2 separate regions of the Rattus norvegicus genome follow, and region 2 is linked to region 1. Evidence: chromatin contacts called from public Hi-C data. All regions are on one chromosome and are shown on one strand. Each heading gives the region's core, a stretch centred on a gene start, on an enhancer-like site or on the middle of the called end of the contact. The rest is flanking DNA. Distances are from core to core; before and after follow the strand shown.

Evidence for each region. A called contact is a pair of places that touch in the nucleus more often than the background predicts.
Region 2: a contact with region 1 is called in a Hi-C map of mammary epithelial cells, with 2.1 times the contacts expected there. The contact joins two enhancer-like sites. A contact is called at or near these places in 2 of 12 Hi-C or Micro-C datasets (frontal cortex and mammary epithelial cells).

Annotation. Positions count from the first base shown.
Region 1 is chrX:13,282,766-13,290,569 of GRCr8, forward strand. It overlaps a transcript of Bcor not described here. Among named protein-coding and RNA genes, the nearest start is that of Bcor, 74 kb to the right of the region's middle. Within about 2 kb of position 3,761, at least 5 of the 93 cell types and tissues checked have an H3K27ac peak or open chromatin away from gene starts, as enhancers often do.
Region 2 is chrX:13,433,062-13,440,865 of GRCr8, forward strand. No RefSeq gene overlaps it. Among named protein-coding and RNA genes, the nearest start is that of Rpl37al2, 25 kb to the right of the region's middle. Within about 2 kb of position 5,195, at least 46 of the 93 cell types and tissues checked have an H3K27ac peak or open chromatin away from gene starts, as enhancers often do.

The sequences.
Region 1 (7,804 bases), core at 2,511-5,010:
AAGCCGCGACGGGGGCGGGTCACGTGCGGCGGTGGCCGTGCAGCTGCCGGGGGAGCCGGGCTAAGACAAGGGCCCGGCGGGGCGAGGGTGGCGCCGGGCGGCGGCTTTCGCAGCCCAAGGTGGGAGCCGCGTAGTCGGGGCTCCAGGAGCTTGGGGAACCCGGAGCTCGAGACCCAGAGGCGCGCGCGTTATGGAGGGGGTGGTGTGGAAGCCAGGGCGCTCGGAGCTCCGCGTGGTGCGGCGCGGGCGGGAGGAGGACGATGGCCGGGGGCATTTGGGGGGCAGAGGGACGCCAGCTGGGCTCCCTCCTAGCAAGAGCGAGATCCACGCGGAGATTGCGGGAGTGGCTGACACCCGAACAGGGAGGTGCCGCTCTTGCAGTCATCGGCCTTGTTTTCTTCTCTGAGGCAAATCCCGGAACGGCCGGAACAGACATCCCTGCCTGAGTCCCAGGGCGCCTCACTACTCCTGGGGGAGGGCGCATCCTTTAGGGTACCTCGGTCGGAGGGCGACAGAGGTGGCTTAGCAAGATGTGAGCCGGTGGCGCGCACGAATTCACACCCCCTCCCCCGGGAGAGAGAGCTAGCCACTCTGGGCCTCCTCTGGAGTATTATGGGGGTCGAGGGGGGCACTGGAGACAAACCACCTGCACCACTGAAGCTTATGGTAGCTTCGCGGCCGGTGTATTGGGCCGCGCACGTGCACAAAGTGGCGCGTAATACTCTGGCGTGGGAGGGTTAAGGACACAAACTTGGTCACCTGCCAAGAACCCTTAGGAACTCTTCACTTTGGTGTCGCCCTCATTCTCTAATGCCCTGGAATATACTCCCCTATTAAGGGGAGTCCACGATGCTCAGGTCTGGGCCTAGAAAGAGTGTAGTAGTGTGGGCTAGCCTGGGATGAGAAAGCCACCCCCGTTCCTCTCGCGAAAGGCACAGAACAGTTGTCTTGCAAAGTTTCCTGTACTCCTCCCCACACAGCCCAGTTGAGGAAGGGTGGCTCTTCCGGAGGTGAGGGAGGAAGGAATAGCCTCGAAGCTAGGACTGGTGCATTAGCTCCTTTAACTATTGACCCTGGAGCGCGAGGGACAATCGGGTCCCCTCGTGTTGGTGTTCCAGACACTACACTTCAGTCCGCTGTAGCGTCTGTTTATGGTCGGGGCAACGGGTGCTGAGCCAAGTCTGGGACAACAGGAGACGCCATTTGCATCCCCCCACCCCCTGCAGGTTGGCAGGGGCGTGGGTGTCGCCCTCCGCGGAAGCGCATTTCTGGCAGTGACACTGATTAGATGCCGTGCCGCTACGTGCACGGAATCGGGGTGGGCCTTCATCACTCCTGTTCACCACTCAGTCTTCTGGTGGGAAAAGTTGTGGGTACCCCCCCTCCCTTCTCGCCGCACAGCTGCCGTCTCCGGGGGCGGAATTAGGAGAACTCGTTGGCTCGGCCTGGAGAGAGAGGATCTCCGCCCGGGAAAGCCGCCGGGCCCGGGCCTCGAAAATCCAGCCCTGGCTTTGCGTCGAGCTGCCGAGTGCGGCGCTTACGCGCGCCCGGCCAGCCGAGGCCTGGTTTCCATCTGCCCCTTTTGCCTCCGTGTTAAGTTCGCCGGGGAAAACCCAACGATCCGTGCAAAGCCCCTCGGAGGAGCGCTACCCCCACCCCAGCTCGATCCTGACCGATGGAAAAAATGACAGTATAGGTCAGAACAGGCTGTCCGGGAGTATTAATGTGGCTGTCTCTGTTCCCGGTGCTAGGGGAGGATGGGCGCCTCGCCAGGAAACCGCCGAGGGAGGAGCCATGAGGGCCGCCTGCCCCTCTTGAGGCTAGAAAACGTGGATTCTCCCAGGGACCAAACAAATGTGGTTAGACAGCTACGGGAACTTATCCCAGTTAAATACGGATTCATCTTGTGTATTTCAAGCGACATCCCCTCCCCCACAATCAAATATACTGATTCAGTTAAAAATAAGGTGAAAACAGGTTAATCTGAAGATGTGAACCTTGCTATCTACTTATCATGAAACAGGTTTTCTGGTGGCTCTGACCTGAAGCCAATCATCTTGGTACAGACAATGTGTCCTTGAGGTAGAAGGGTTCCCGTTGCACTACACCTTCGAGAACCTTTAATTAATAGAACCCGAAGAGACTATTTTAGTTGTAGTTTCTATTTGACGCTGCTTACTCTTCCTTGCACACTCCTGCAGGGTTGTTTGCACTTAGCTTTTACAACCTAGGTTTCTCTCTTGCCTTTCTTTTCCTGCGTACGTGCGGGCAGGAGGAGGCCAGAGAACTATGCTGCTGCCAAGGCCGCCGCCCTCGGACTCTCACTTGCGCTCCACGCGGCCTCTGAGGAGGGGAAATGTAAACTCTCCGGGTGGCGCTCAAGAACTGGAATTCTGATTTGGGTCTGAGGAAGCGTTTCAGAGGCAGGTCAGCCACAGTTTGGAGGTGGGGGTTAGGTAGAGACTGTACAGGGCAATTTCAGAGGTGACCCAGGCTCTCAGGAGCAAACCTTAGAAGTGTCTGTGTTCTTTGTCTTGAGCGGGGCTGGCAGCCTGGCACTCACAGCTCAGATAAGGATCGACTAAGAGCCACAGCCCATCGCCAGCATTTTTAAGTGATTAGTCTACCGCCGGTAGCCACTTATGAGAAATGTCTTGTCTTTGAGAAAGAAAAAAAGCAGCCTTGTGTTATGAATTGTATTGGACCCTTTAGGCCCGTCTTTGCTGCCTGCACCTATCTCCCTACGGTGCCAGACATAGTAAGGAGAATCTTTCCTAAATTGGAATCTGGCCAATCCTGTTCACATGAACATTGTTTAGATTCAGGTGTCAGTAGAGTGTAGTCCGCTAATGACCGAGGACTTGCCTTTCACCCAGCCTCTCTAAGAACAAGGTAGCCTTGAAAAATCACCTAGAAAGAAGTATTCTGAAAGACCCCTGCTGTGTCCTTCAAGACCTCGCCGAGAGTGTAAAGGGGGTGGGCCTGATCCCTGGCCAAAACTTGACAGTAATCCAAACTAAATGAATGCCCTTAGAGAGCGCCGTCCCAGGGCTTGCAATCCTAGCACTGGAGCAGAGAATTGCCTTCAACCCACCTGGGATCCAGAGTGAGACACTGGGGGAAGTCACTCTTCCACATCACCGAGTTAGGCCTTTAAGGTTAAGGAGTCAAGGGATAGTTTGAGGACATTTTGCTTTAACTATCTTTTGGACCAAACCAACAGACCTGGGGGAACTTTAAGGTGTGTGTGTGGGGGGAAGTCCTTACCCCCCTCCTTACTCATAGGAAGGGAATACAATACCTAGCAAGCAGATGTGGCACTGGAGTGTTTTACACACTGGAAGCATATTCTTCTCAGTTATGGCGTGGACACTGAGGCTGCTTTTCCTTTTCTTTCACTGGCCTTCAGAACTGTTAAGCAGCTTGCCCAGAGCCCTAACGTTCCAAATAGACTGTGGATTGACTAGAAAGAGGACTGTGTGGCCTCTCCCACGCTGTAGCCTATGCGATTTATTTAAGGCGGTTTTTCTAAGGGACTGGCTAGATCCCAACCCTCCAAAGAAAAATGTGGTTTGAGATGCCCAATATCTTTGGCTGGTTTCTGTTCTGTTTTGTTTTGTTTTGCAAAGGAAGACTCCATACTAAGGTAACAGAATGTACGGTGACTCTGCAGCACAGAAAGAGCCAAGGGAGGCAGTGCAAAAGGCCCCTAGCCCACCTAGCCGCATAGCATCCGGCAGTCACGTCCGCCGGAGGTGACTAGGGCCTGGAGGTAGCCGATTGCTTAGGAACTCCTTATCGCCTATCTTCAGTGGTCCTGTGTGGCTTAGGTAAACGGCCACCCGCGGTGGTGACTGGTTCGTGCAGGTCCCCAGTCTCCTTGCGCGCCCCTAGGCTCCTCTGGTGGATCTGGCTAGTTGCCTAGTGGCGCCTCCAGAAGCTCCCGGCTTCTCTCCACTTGAGGCGCCAACCCTGGGATAAGCTCCCCTGCTTGGGGCTGGAGAGCCCAGTTCATCAATCTAAATTGGGATGGCTGGATCCGGTTGTTCGCCCTCAACCCAGCCCGATTACCACCAGCTCCCTATTCCCCCAAGCGCGCGCACAAACACGCTTCGCAAGCGCGCTCCAGGCCTTCACTTTCCCTTCCTCTTCCTGGCTCGCTCTGGTGCTTCGAAAGCTCGCGGCGATTGTTTGCTTCGAAGAGTCCAGGTGGGGAAGGCTGTGCCCTTCCCCCTAGCCCGCATTTGTGCACTCGCTGCTAAAGCCTGGGGCGCACAGCCAGGCCTGTGGACTCCCGTGTCCCCCGAGAAGTGGCAGCTGCTGGAGAGGATCTATTCTATCCGCGCTTCGGAGTGACACTGGAGTAAAAATAGGAGACCTGGCCAGTAGTGCCTGTGCCTGAATTTGGGATTGGGAGAGTAAATCCTATCTCCTACGAGGTCTGCCTGCCCCCCCAAGCCCCCCCGCACAGCTTATCCCTACGTGCTCCGGAGAGGCTGAGCGGCCTAGGCGCGCTTGGGGGCTTAGTGGTTGTGGGAGCCCTGGGGGGGGGGGGCTGTCCAGGCAAGGGAGAGAGCACAGGAGCTCTGGCTCCTCGAAGCAGAACACCTTTCTTGGAACCTTGAACCCCAGGGGAGCCGCTGCCATCTTCGAGTGACGGGTAGCGAGCTGCTGGTGGTTCTTTCAGGCTCCTTCCCGGGTAGCACCTCTTTTGCTTCCCACAGAAAAGATAAATCCGGGCCCGAGCCCGGGTGGGGGACTGGCTCACGGAACTGTGCTTTCAACTTTGCCTACCAAGGTCACTGTTGTCCCAGAGTGTGTCCCTCCTCTCCTGGCCACACCTCACTGGGGTTGAAGGGCCTGTCTCCGTGCTCCTTGGCTCAAAATCTCGAGTTTCATGGATAGAGGGGACATATTGCCAACGTCACTAAGACCCCCCCCCACGAAGTCCCATAAGGATAACCTAAACACAGGATTCCCACACCGTGGACTAATCCTTCCTCGCCTCCTGGGATTAACTGGACTCACAGGTCCATAAAACACTTCCGTTGGGGCCAGAGGGTCTGTCTGCAGAAACACTTTAAAATAGTCCTCCGTGGCCGGAGTCGGAATGGACACAGACAATCCTAAGACTGTGAAGGGAAATCATCTGAAGCGGAAAAGGGTAGGCAGATTCCAGAAACAAAACGGTGCAGCATTTGAACCAAATGACACTGACCCTGGGTAGGATGGGTAATCAACGGGAGCAGACCGGCCGCACCTGGCTTCTGACCTCTCACTCGAACGGTGAAGACAAACACTTTGAAATTTAGGGGCTGGTAGAGGCAGCCTCCTCATCTGTAAGTGGGAATTAACACTACCTCTGTCCACCTTAGGTAGGTTTAAGAGGCTGGAAGTGTTAAAGTGCTTTGCAAATGCAGCTTGGCCTGTCCATTTCACGGTGGTCAGGGTCTCTCCCACACATGGAAAACACCAGTGCTTTGTTAATTAAGACAGTAGAACTAAGCCCGCCCCCAAAGGATAAGGAAGATAGTCAATCCAAAAGCACGTTCATATTACGAATCCTTCCCCCTTTTACATCACTTCAAATTAAGTTTCTGAGGAATGGGAGAATCTTTGGAATGTTCTAAGAAAATTCACCATCAAAATTCAAGGTTAATGAGAACAAAAAGGGTCTTTTAAAATGGATTCAACCACATTTTAAGACGAAAACCGGAAGAATATAAATTCAAAGTAGCTTCCTGGCCTTGTCCCCTAATGTGGGTCTGGAGAGCAGATGGTGGTAGATAGCCCACCCACCACACACACACACACACACACACACACACACACACACACACACACTCTCACACCCTAGGTCCTGGAATTTGAACAGCTAGGTGATGTAGGTGGGCTGAGCGAAGACCAGGAAGCAAGGCTTTGACTTGGCTTAAAATGAATATGAAAGGAAAGACTTAGGCCTGCTGGTGTTTCCTGAAGGCCTAGAGCTACTCAAAATGAGGAGGTGAGGGGTGCCCTGTAATCTTCCCTGGAGGATTCAAGCAACCCTACTGGCCCGGGGTGGTGGCCAGGTGCAAAAGGGATAAAGGCCTAGGATGAGCTGTAAGCCAGCCTCTCTAATTTGGCGCGGGGTGGGGTTAGAGGTGGTGCAGTGGAGAGGCTCTGCTTGAGCTCGACAGGCCTTCCTCTCACTTCCTTGGCTACGCGGCCTCTGGCTAAGGCTAACCAGCCTCCAGCTCGCTGCCCTAAACCCTAAGCCCTTCCTGCCTGGGTGCCCACGCTGGATCTCCAGGCTTCCCCCTGCCTGGCAGCCTCGGCTCTTTCCCTTCGTGATTCATTTAACCTAGGTTCAGAAAGCCTGTTTACCTCGGCAGCCTTGGGCGACTCGGTTTACGTAAAAAGCCCCTACGCCAGCGCCGACCAGTAGGGGGGGAATTGTCTTATAGATTATTTTTCCTCCTGGTTTTTGTTTTGTTTTGTGTTTTTTAAACCAGAAGGCGAGGTTGGAGAGGGGGTGGGGAGAGGGGGTGGGGTGGCGTGTTGCTGCTGTTTTCCAGAACACTGTATTTGAAAGAGAAACAAAAGCCGTTTAGGAGGTAGCAAGGCTGTTTTTACATATAAAAAAGTGCAACGAATACCTAGGGGCCCCCAGCAGTGATAAACTAAACGCTCGGCGGATTTCAACAATTAGCAGTTAATCTGTTATCTGCGGTCACCAAACAAGTTCTAAGGCTCCGAGGGTACTGAATTCCTGTTCCAATTGATCCCGGATCTGTTGGGCACATCCAATGCCCATCGTTTCTTCCAATGCAAATCCAGTTTTGGAGAACTGGGTTTCCCAGGTTGGGGCACTGATTTGAGCCCTCATTAGATTCATTTAGGCAGTCGAAGACTACCTGCATCGCCGCTCGGACTCTCGTCCTGTCTGTTTGATTCAGAAGTGTCTATAAAGTGTTTTCACTCCCTATTTTCTCAGGCCTCTGAATTTTGCACGTAATAGGCCTCCAAAAAAAAAAATAGCAGTGTAGGACAGAAACTAAAGTGGCTCTCTGGGTTTGGAAGACAGACTGATACACAGCCTCGTCCTGGGAAGCCTATTCGGGTGCCCAGACCTCCCCTAGGGCCGCTGCAGCCTGCGTTCATCTTCGGCCTCCGCGGGCCAGGGCGGGCGGGGTAGGCCAGAAGGCACTAAGCGCCTGGAGCCTGCACGATGATAAATATTGCGCAGACAGCCCATAAATAATTTGCATTATGTTCAGCTGACAACGCAGGGCGATTAATTTTAATAGCTACATATTTGCCTGGGCTGCTGCTTTCGTAGGCCCGGTAATGAAAGGCGAGAGGCCGCCCTGGCTCCGTGCTCATGGTCCCGGAAGGCAGCCGGGAGGAATGGGAAGAAGGCCCGATGCGGTTTCTCCTCCAGGCAGTCCCCAGGGATCCCCGGTTCCTACCCCTCCCCCCCCGCCCTCTGCGCAGTGTAGAAGTGGGGTGCGCGGGAAGCCCAAGTAACCTAGAGGCCTCAAGCAACAGGAGCCACCATAATGACGCTGCAGTTTGTCTGGGTAGGGAGAGCCACTTGTGGACAGGGAGAGCATGCGGGGGGCATGCTCCCCATCCAGACCAAACCCCGAGTGAATTCGGGGGTGAGGGTCATAGGCCATTTTGGTCCTCGGGGACATGCTGGTGTTCTCCAACGCGCCTGCCTATTTGCTAGTGGATCCTTAGCTTGGCGAGGGCTTTGGTGACCTCAGGGCAGGAGCAAGGGGCAAAACAAAGCCGTGGGGTCCTTGTATCCTGTCCTCTT
Region 2 (7,804 bases), core at 3,945-6,444, 150 kb after region 1:
GCAGTTCTTTGGGGGGTGATTTCAATCTTCATTTGTCAGGATACCAGCAGTTCAGTTCAGTAATGTCACAATATCAACAGTCCAGTTCAAACATTATCACCAAACACGAATCAGCACTGGTGGCACGATCCAGCGGAAATAGCCAGGCCTCAGCTAACTCATCCCAAGTCAAGACAAGGACCAGCCGGAATGCCAGGGGAAGTTCTCTGGCACGCCTCCGTCAACCAAGTGAAGATTAGCGAAGATGCAGATGTGAGACCAACCAAGTGTTGCATGGCTAGTTATGCGAGTGTCCTGTCACTGTCTGTTGCCTTCTACTTGTACTCTCTCCAAACATCATGTGTCTTTCTTGGGTCTTGCTTCAGGAAAATATCACATGAGTCTGTATCATGTGACACAACCAGAAATTTCTACTTCAAAGGAATGTTGAAATACGTTTGTAAATGGTCACATAACTGGCTTTTGGGGACAGGGGCCAACTCTCCTTCAGAAGTTACTTTAGAAGTATTCTCATTGCTAATGATTATGGTTTACTCTTTCTTTAAAAAAAATGCGTATAATGAAGTCTGTAAGTGATTACAACATTTGGTTGAAAAATAGCTAGGAATCTTTTATGTTTGGCTTCTGTTTTGTTTATTCCAAAGTGTTACATCAAATAACCTTAACTCCCCTGACAAGGTAGAAACATGTTCTTCAGAGAGTGTCCTTTTAACCTTGGGAAAGTTGGCAATTGAATATTGGCAAAGATGCAATGAATTCAGTAATACTATAATGATATCTTGGTGTTCAAAAATAAATACTCTATCTATGCAATTCAATTTCTAGAGTTTAAAAAGCTTGAGATCATTAAAGAATCTGATAGAGTACCTTCTGTTTCCCCTTAAAAGCCACAGTGCAGCAATGGGCCTTGTTGCTTCATTGCCTATAAACCCAGCACTTTGGAGGCTGAAAAAGGATCGCAGGAGTTTGAAGTTAGCCTGGGCTACTTACTGTCTCAATTAGGCTTTTTGCTGCTGAGCTAACCACCACATAACACAAAGCAAGCGAGAGATCCTGGAGGATCCCTGCTAACCAGCTTGCTCCCTCTGGCTTGGTAACAGATGTAATCTTCCTTTGTTTGTTTGTTTAAAATGTCTTACCTGCATTTGCTCCTGTGTGTACATATGTGGACACGTGTGTGCCATGGTATGCAAGTGGAGAACAGGATTCTATCCTTCCAGGACTCTAGCGATGTAACCCAGGTCACCAAGCTTGGCAACAAATTGCCTTTACCCCCATGAGTCACCTCTCCCCTGCCTCCTGGAATGACTGTTAACCTGGTGATTTAAAGGAAAAAGCAATTTAAAATATTACTTTTCTGTCTGATGTAACAGTCACCTAGCTTGAGCATGGCCCTAATTGGTTCTTAGTACATCAATTAAGTACATGCTCAGAATAACTAAAATCACTTACTCAAGACAGTGGTCTCTGTAGTCCATGTTGACTTCAAACTCAATATGTAGCTGGCTTTGAACTCCTGATTCTTCTGCTTGCACCTGAGCTGGGATTACACTATACTTTCCTTTCTTAAATTAAAAGAATTAAACACTTTTATTCAGGAAGCAGAGTTGCAGAGTCTAAGACAAGTAAACATTTGGCATGTTGAACAAATTCATTTGATTTACAAATGTTTATGTCCTTGGAAAGATTTCATTTCTCAAGGTCATCAATTTGTCCATCCAGGGAAGCATAATTAAATAAGAAAACAGTCAAAGTTTCATATACGAAGGGGTCACATTATGTAGTATTAAGAAAGATTTAGCTAAACTTGTTGAATTTGCCTTGAGTGAGCTTTTATCCAAAGTCCTCTCCCCCGGAAAATAGTTGCATTTATTTTTGATAAAAATAGCAAGGCCAATAAACTGAAGCTTAAGACTTGTAAAAGTCTTAAAACACTGAGCACTTAGACTTAAAATAACTTAGTTTGTCAAAGCACTTGCCTAGGATGCTTGATGTCCCTGGGTTCCATATATCTATTGCTAGCTCCCCCCCCAAGGGGTGGGGTTGGGAAGCTGGGTTAGGCATGAATGAAGAAATGAAGTCATATATTCTGTATTCTTCTGAAGTCACATATGTAGCAGTTTTCAAACAATAGCCCTGACTTCTCTGACACACTTCCCTTTGTGGGAAGGGCTTGCTTCCTTTCCCTTTCAATCTGGCCTCTGTGACTGCTTAAGCAATATATTATTGCACAAATGACACCACCATAGGGTGCTCTTTCCGTAAATCTTTCTCTGTGTGTGTGTGTGTGTGTGTGTGTGTGTACTCGCGCGCGTGCGCATGCGCATGAGATCATGCGTGTGAATGCAGGCAGGCACTATGGAGCTTTAGAGGACACCTCTGGTGTCGGTCCTCACCTCCTCCTACCCTGTTTGAGACAGGGTCTCTGTTTACCTTTGTTCAGCATCTTCGTCTCCATCTTGCGTTTCATTGTAGAAATGTCGGGACTACAAAATCATGCAGGGTACCTCCTGGCTCTTCTGGGGTATGGACTGAGGCTCTTGAGTCAGAGCCTCATGCTTGTGTGGCAGCCCCCTCCCCCTTGAGAGAGAGTTCTGCTGTGGGTCCCAGACTGGCCTTGAGGTTGGGTCCTCCCTCATTTTGCAGGGCTGCCACACCTGGCTTAGGACTTGCTTAATGCAGGTGAGTGGGCCCATGAGCATTTATAGATCTAAACTGCTACTCAAAGAAAGAGGCCAAAATGGCTTTGGGGAATCTTTAAGCTGGGAAAACTCCTCTGAATCTGCTTCTAGGCTTAGGCTTTAAGTAACTGGCAGCTTCCATTTCCTCTCTCTTGGGATGCTCTGCTCTTGGCACACAGCCACCATGCTGTAAGGAAGCCCAAGCCACCCCGTGGTGCAGCCCACATGGAGGAGAAGCACAGCCAGCTTGGCCTTGCCAGCTCTGGGTGTGCACCATCCTGAAAGTGGATCTCAGCGGAGCTACCGTGACCCACACAACACACAGCATGGTCAGGCCCCACACTAGATTTTTGAGCCAAATAAATGACCACTAACCCCAGGGTAGCTTAGCTTAGTAATAAGTAACAAGGTAACTCAGACATAGCAGACTGCACAAATCTTAAATGTTCTTTTTATATGTTTATAAAACCATGTAATTGCTAACTAGGTTGCATAGAGAAGGTCTGCATCTCTCTAAGACAGTTCTCTAGATAAATAGTACCTGAACTCTGAGTCTACTGCCTAACATTTATTATTATTTTTTTTTCAGAGATGTTTCCAAACTTAACTGAATGAAAAATACTCTCTTCAGCATCCTTGGATGAAGTCAGCACTGGCTCTGGTGTGTAGGCCAGGAGAGTGGAAGGTCGGTGGAAGACAAGCAGACTTCAATCTGTAAGCACTGGGAAGTAGGCTGGCAGGAAAAAACTGATCTGCTCTTAAATCTGTCAGCAAAGTCGCCTTGTAAAAACCAAGCGCAAGAGCCAAGCACAAGAGCGTGGGGTGCTCTCTTAGTACCTGTGATCTACCTGTGGTCAGTAGCACCCCGAGGCCTAACTTGTCCCCATCCCAAACAACAGAGGCCGGTAGAGGCTTCGGGGGTGGGGTGGGGTGAATCTTGAAACTGGGTGGAGAGAGGACCCCTCCCTCTCTTCCCAATCTGGTTCACCAATTGCTTTATTCCAAACTGTGCGCTGATTTCCATTAATCACACTTGGCCCTAATTACCCTGGAGCAACCATTCTTCCCCTGGCCTGGAGCTGGAATTTTAAGGGGCGACTGACAAAGCAGGTCCGGGGGTCCGAACAATAGTGGTAGCTTCAGGAAAAGGCTGGTGAGGTGTCATCCATCCCCAGTCCTTTCCTTCTAGACTGTGGAAGTTCCAGGCCTGCTGGTGATCTCCCCAGGTAGGAACCCGAGTTCCTCCACTAAATAGATTTTCCTTTTGTTGTCACATTAATTTGCAACTCATTAATAGTGACAGAAGTGAGGTACTGCAACGATGTCATTTGCATATTCATGAGTGACTTATTATTAAACAAATAAGATTTTCCTATCTTCGCAGCACCCAAAGTAAGGCTGAACAGTACATTACACCGGCCCCGTGCTTTATTCTCTCTTTAATATGTTAATAGATGCAGTTGATTTCTTTAAGTAAATACGCATCTATAAAACAACACGTACTTTATAAAAAAGAAATTTAAATAATAATCCATTAGCAAAGTTGGCAACAATTTAAGAGGAACAACCCATTAATACTAACGCGTGGGAATCAATTTTTAACTCGGGTGGTGGGTTGGGACGATTGAGGGGGAGGACCTGCAAGTGTTGTGTGAGCTTCAAAAAAAAAAAACAAAAAACATTTTAGTGAGTTTCAGGAGACAAGGACTGAGATCCTTTACATCTTTCGGGCGCCGGCTCCCGGTAGGTGGAAAGCTGTCCGAGTCTTCACCTCCACATCTGCGTTTTCCCTGCGTCCTCTGAGATCCGAGCAGTGGGCTGACATCTAGCACGTGGCTTTTCACCGGGCCCCTAGGCTGCCCTAGCAGCACAGGGTTAAGCGGGGTGGGGGTGGGGCAAGGCCTGGCGTCCAGGAGCTTCTCCCACCCTGGCCGAGGCTGGGGCTCTCCCCCTCCTGTCCTCCATCCCCGGGCACCGGCTTCATCACAGCCGATTCTTTCCAGCTGGGGTCAGGGTGGCCTCCCCCCGCGGTGTCGCGGAGCTCAGGGCCAACCGCGCACTCTTATCTCGGCCGAGTCAGACACTCGCCGCGCGGAATCTGTTGACATTTACTATTGTTCGCAGGAGTCCCGAGCGCCGGGCGGGAGCGGGAGGGGCGAGGCGAGGGAGGGCGGCAAGTGTGAGGCCAGCGCTCCACGTGTGTGTGCGCGCGCGCGTGCTCGCCGAGGAGGTGGGGAGGGCCGTCTTCTTGGAAAATAAAAGTGGCCGGCGGGCCCGGAAGCTTCCAAGCCGGCTGAGCAGCCCACGCCGGGAATTGAAGTGGTGGCGCGCGGGGGTGGGGTGGGGGGAGGTGGGTGCAGGAAGGAAGACCGGGCAGCGGGCCGTGGGCACCGCGGGGGAGGGGTGGGGACGGCTCCAGCCGCACGGCCCCCAGTGACCCACAGGACACAAGTGCATTTGTGCCTAGCCGTGGTAGGGATTAAAGTGCCATACGGCCCGAGCGAGGGGGGTGAGGCGGGTAGAAAACAACCCGCGCGCACAAAGCGCGCATTGTTCCAGCCACCTCCATTATGCCGCGCTGCAGCCAAGAGCCTGTTTCGCAACTGCCGTCCCGGCGATCGGGCGCGCGCGCGCGTACACACACACACACACACACACACACACACACACACACACACACACACACACACACACACACACACACACACACACACACACACACACAATCTACCTCCCTGGCCAAGGCACTGAGTGCGTGACTGGAAAGGGCTGCCGGGGCAGGGCTGTGAGTAATGGGGACTCGCGGGTATCTTGAAGAGCTCGGTTGAGCTCTTTAAGGGTTTTCGTCCTCGTCTTCTCGGCACTTTTCGTTTTTCTGGCTCCTGCCCCGAGCGCACCCCGGAGCGAGGAACTTCCCCTGGGGAGGAGGCGACGGCGGGGGTGTGAAGTGGAGAGGGCGCGCTCTCAACCGCTGTCACCCGCGGATCGCAGCCCCAGGCGCACAGCGCTTGCTTGCTCTGCTGAAGACACGTGCGCAGAAGGAACGGGGACAGCATCCTTGCTTTCCAAGGAGAGGCTCCCGGAGCACCCACTCCAAGGCTTCCTGGCACTCGGGGACTTCCCCGTGTCGGGAGCGGAAGCTGTGGAATCCCGCACAGCGCTGCTTGGCCTGCTGGTGCGTGCCTGCCAAGTGGGCCAGCTCAGTCTTCTTTACACTAACCACGCAGGGCCCAGGCCCTGGCCTCCACCCGCTGTGGCATTAAGCTCCCCGTTTAGGCACACTGAGAGGGAATTTAAGCCTTGGCAGCATCAGAAGGTTCCGTCTTTAGGTGCAGAGTAGGGGGAGGATTAGAAGCCACCCCACTTTCCAGAACCCTTGCTGAGCCCTCTTGTAGGCAGGTGGGGACCGAAGGCGCTCAGGCTCCGCAAGCTAGCGAAGTCTGGTTTCCTTTACGTTTTACAAGCTATAAATAAACTTCCCCTTGGGCGGATGAGCGCTGCGTCCAAGGGCGGCTTCTCGCCGAATCCGGCGGGCGGTTTACGATCTGGGCCAGGAGCTGGTCTTAACGCGGCCTGAGCCCAGGGTGGGGCGATGGCTCAGGGAAAGCTCAGAGGTCGTCCAGGAGTGGTCGAATGACCCTCCTCTTCCCCGCCGGGCTGAGGCGCCTCAGCTTTGAGGCCTGGGGGTGGAGCTGGTTGATTTATGAGCCGTCACCCCACCCCGCCCCTCCCGTTTCACTTGTTTTCCTCATCTTCTCTAGCTCTAGCCATGTTCCCAAAGCCTCACCCCGCAACCATGCCCAGTGAGGATTTGGCAACATCGGGCGGCTAGAGCACTGGCCGGGGGCCCCGGGCGAGCAACGGGGTGCAAAGGGTACGAGTGAAGCCTTTGGTGTTTTTTCACCCCCCTGTACCTTAGGCAGCCTAGCAGGACAAAGCTGGGTGGCCAAAGCCTGAGAGGCTGAGATGAAGGGCTGGCCTCTAGGGGTGGGGCAATCCCAAGCCTTTGGGGTAGATTCCTGACTTTCTCAAGGTCATCGGGCTGGGGGACTAGGACCATTGGCTCATACCAGAGCAGTAGCCAGGGCACCAGTTAACACCTTGCCAAAGGTCTTCATATCACCTCATCTTTAAGGCTGTTACGTTTCCTAAGGAGGTAGAGACGCAGCAGCCATAAAAGACAGGGCAAGGAAGCCACCCTGGGTCCCAAGACTGCTTTTCGTCGAGCGAGTGCAGGTTTGCTCTGCTCTGATGCTCGCACTGTCTAAGTAGGAGGCCTGGCCTTCAACACACAGGTAGACGGTGTGTGGATGTGGGCCTAGGCCGGAAGTGGAGTGGAGGTGACTCAGGTAGTTGGCTACCTTCTTTCCATCTGAGATTTAGGAGAGGTGAGTTGGGCAAACACAAGTGAAGGTCCTCTTTAGCCTGGGACAGCATTGCCCCTTTGCCCTCTGTAGCTGGTGGCAGAGGGATTCCTGGTGGCATTAATCTCAGGGCTGGATCCTAACCTTGATCTCCGGGGACACCTTCCTCCTCCTCCTCCCCATTCTCAAGGTCCAAAGTCACAGGGTACTGGCGCCCCACCACCACCACATACATGGATTTGGGGAAAGTCAGGGGTCTAAAGAAGGGGACCTTTGGCAAGGTCTCCATTGTTTGGGGGTGGGGGCTGGGAAGCTGACTCACTCCGAGCACAGAGCAATGCAGAGTGTTTTCTCGGCAGCCTTTACCCGAGTGCTTTATTTAGACAGGCTTTATTTACAGTACACATGTTTTCAGCTCGTTAATCTGGAGGCGGGAATGGAAACTGGGCAGAGCTTTTCTCCCCCGTGAGCGTCCGCCTTTAGAAGGGGTTGAGGATCCGGAGCAGCCTCGAAGGATTCCGTTCTTGATTGTCTCCCGTGTTCCTCAGTAAGATCATATGTAAGAAAACTGAATGGAGCAGAAGAGGGTGCTGGGAGACCCACAGCGAGCCAACCCTCCCACAGTACTCTCTTACAGATGCAGGACACCAGGAGGGAAGTGAGACATCCCCATGACCACTTGACAAGAGTTCAGAGTGGGCAGGACAATAGAAGGTCACAGGGCCAACAATCAGTTTAGTGTGAGAAATCTGAAGTCAG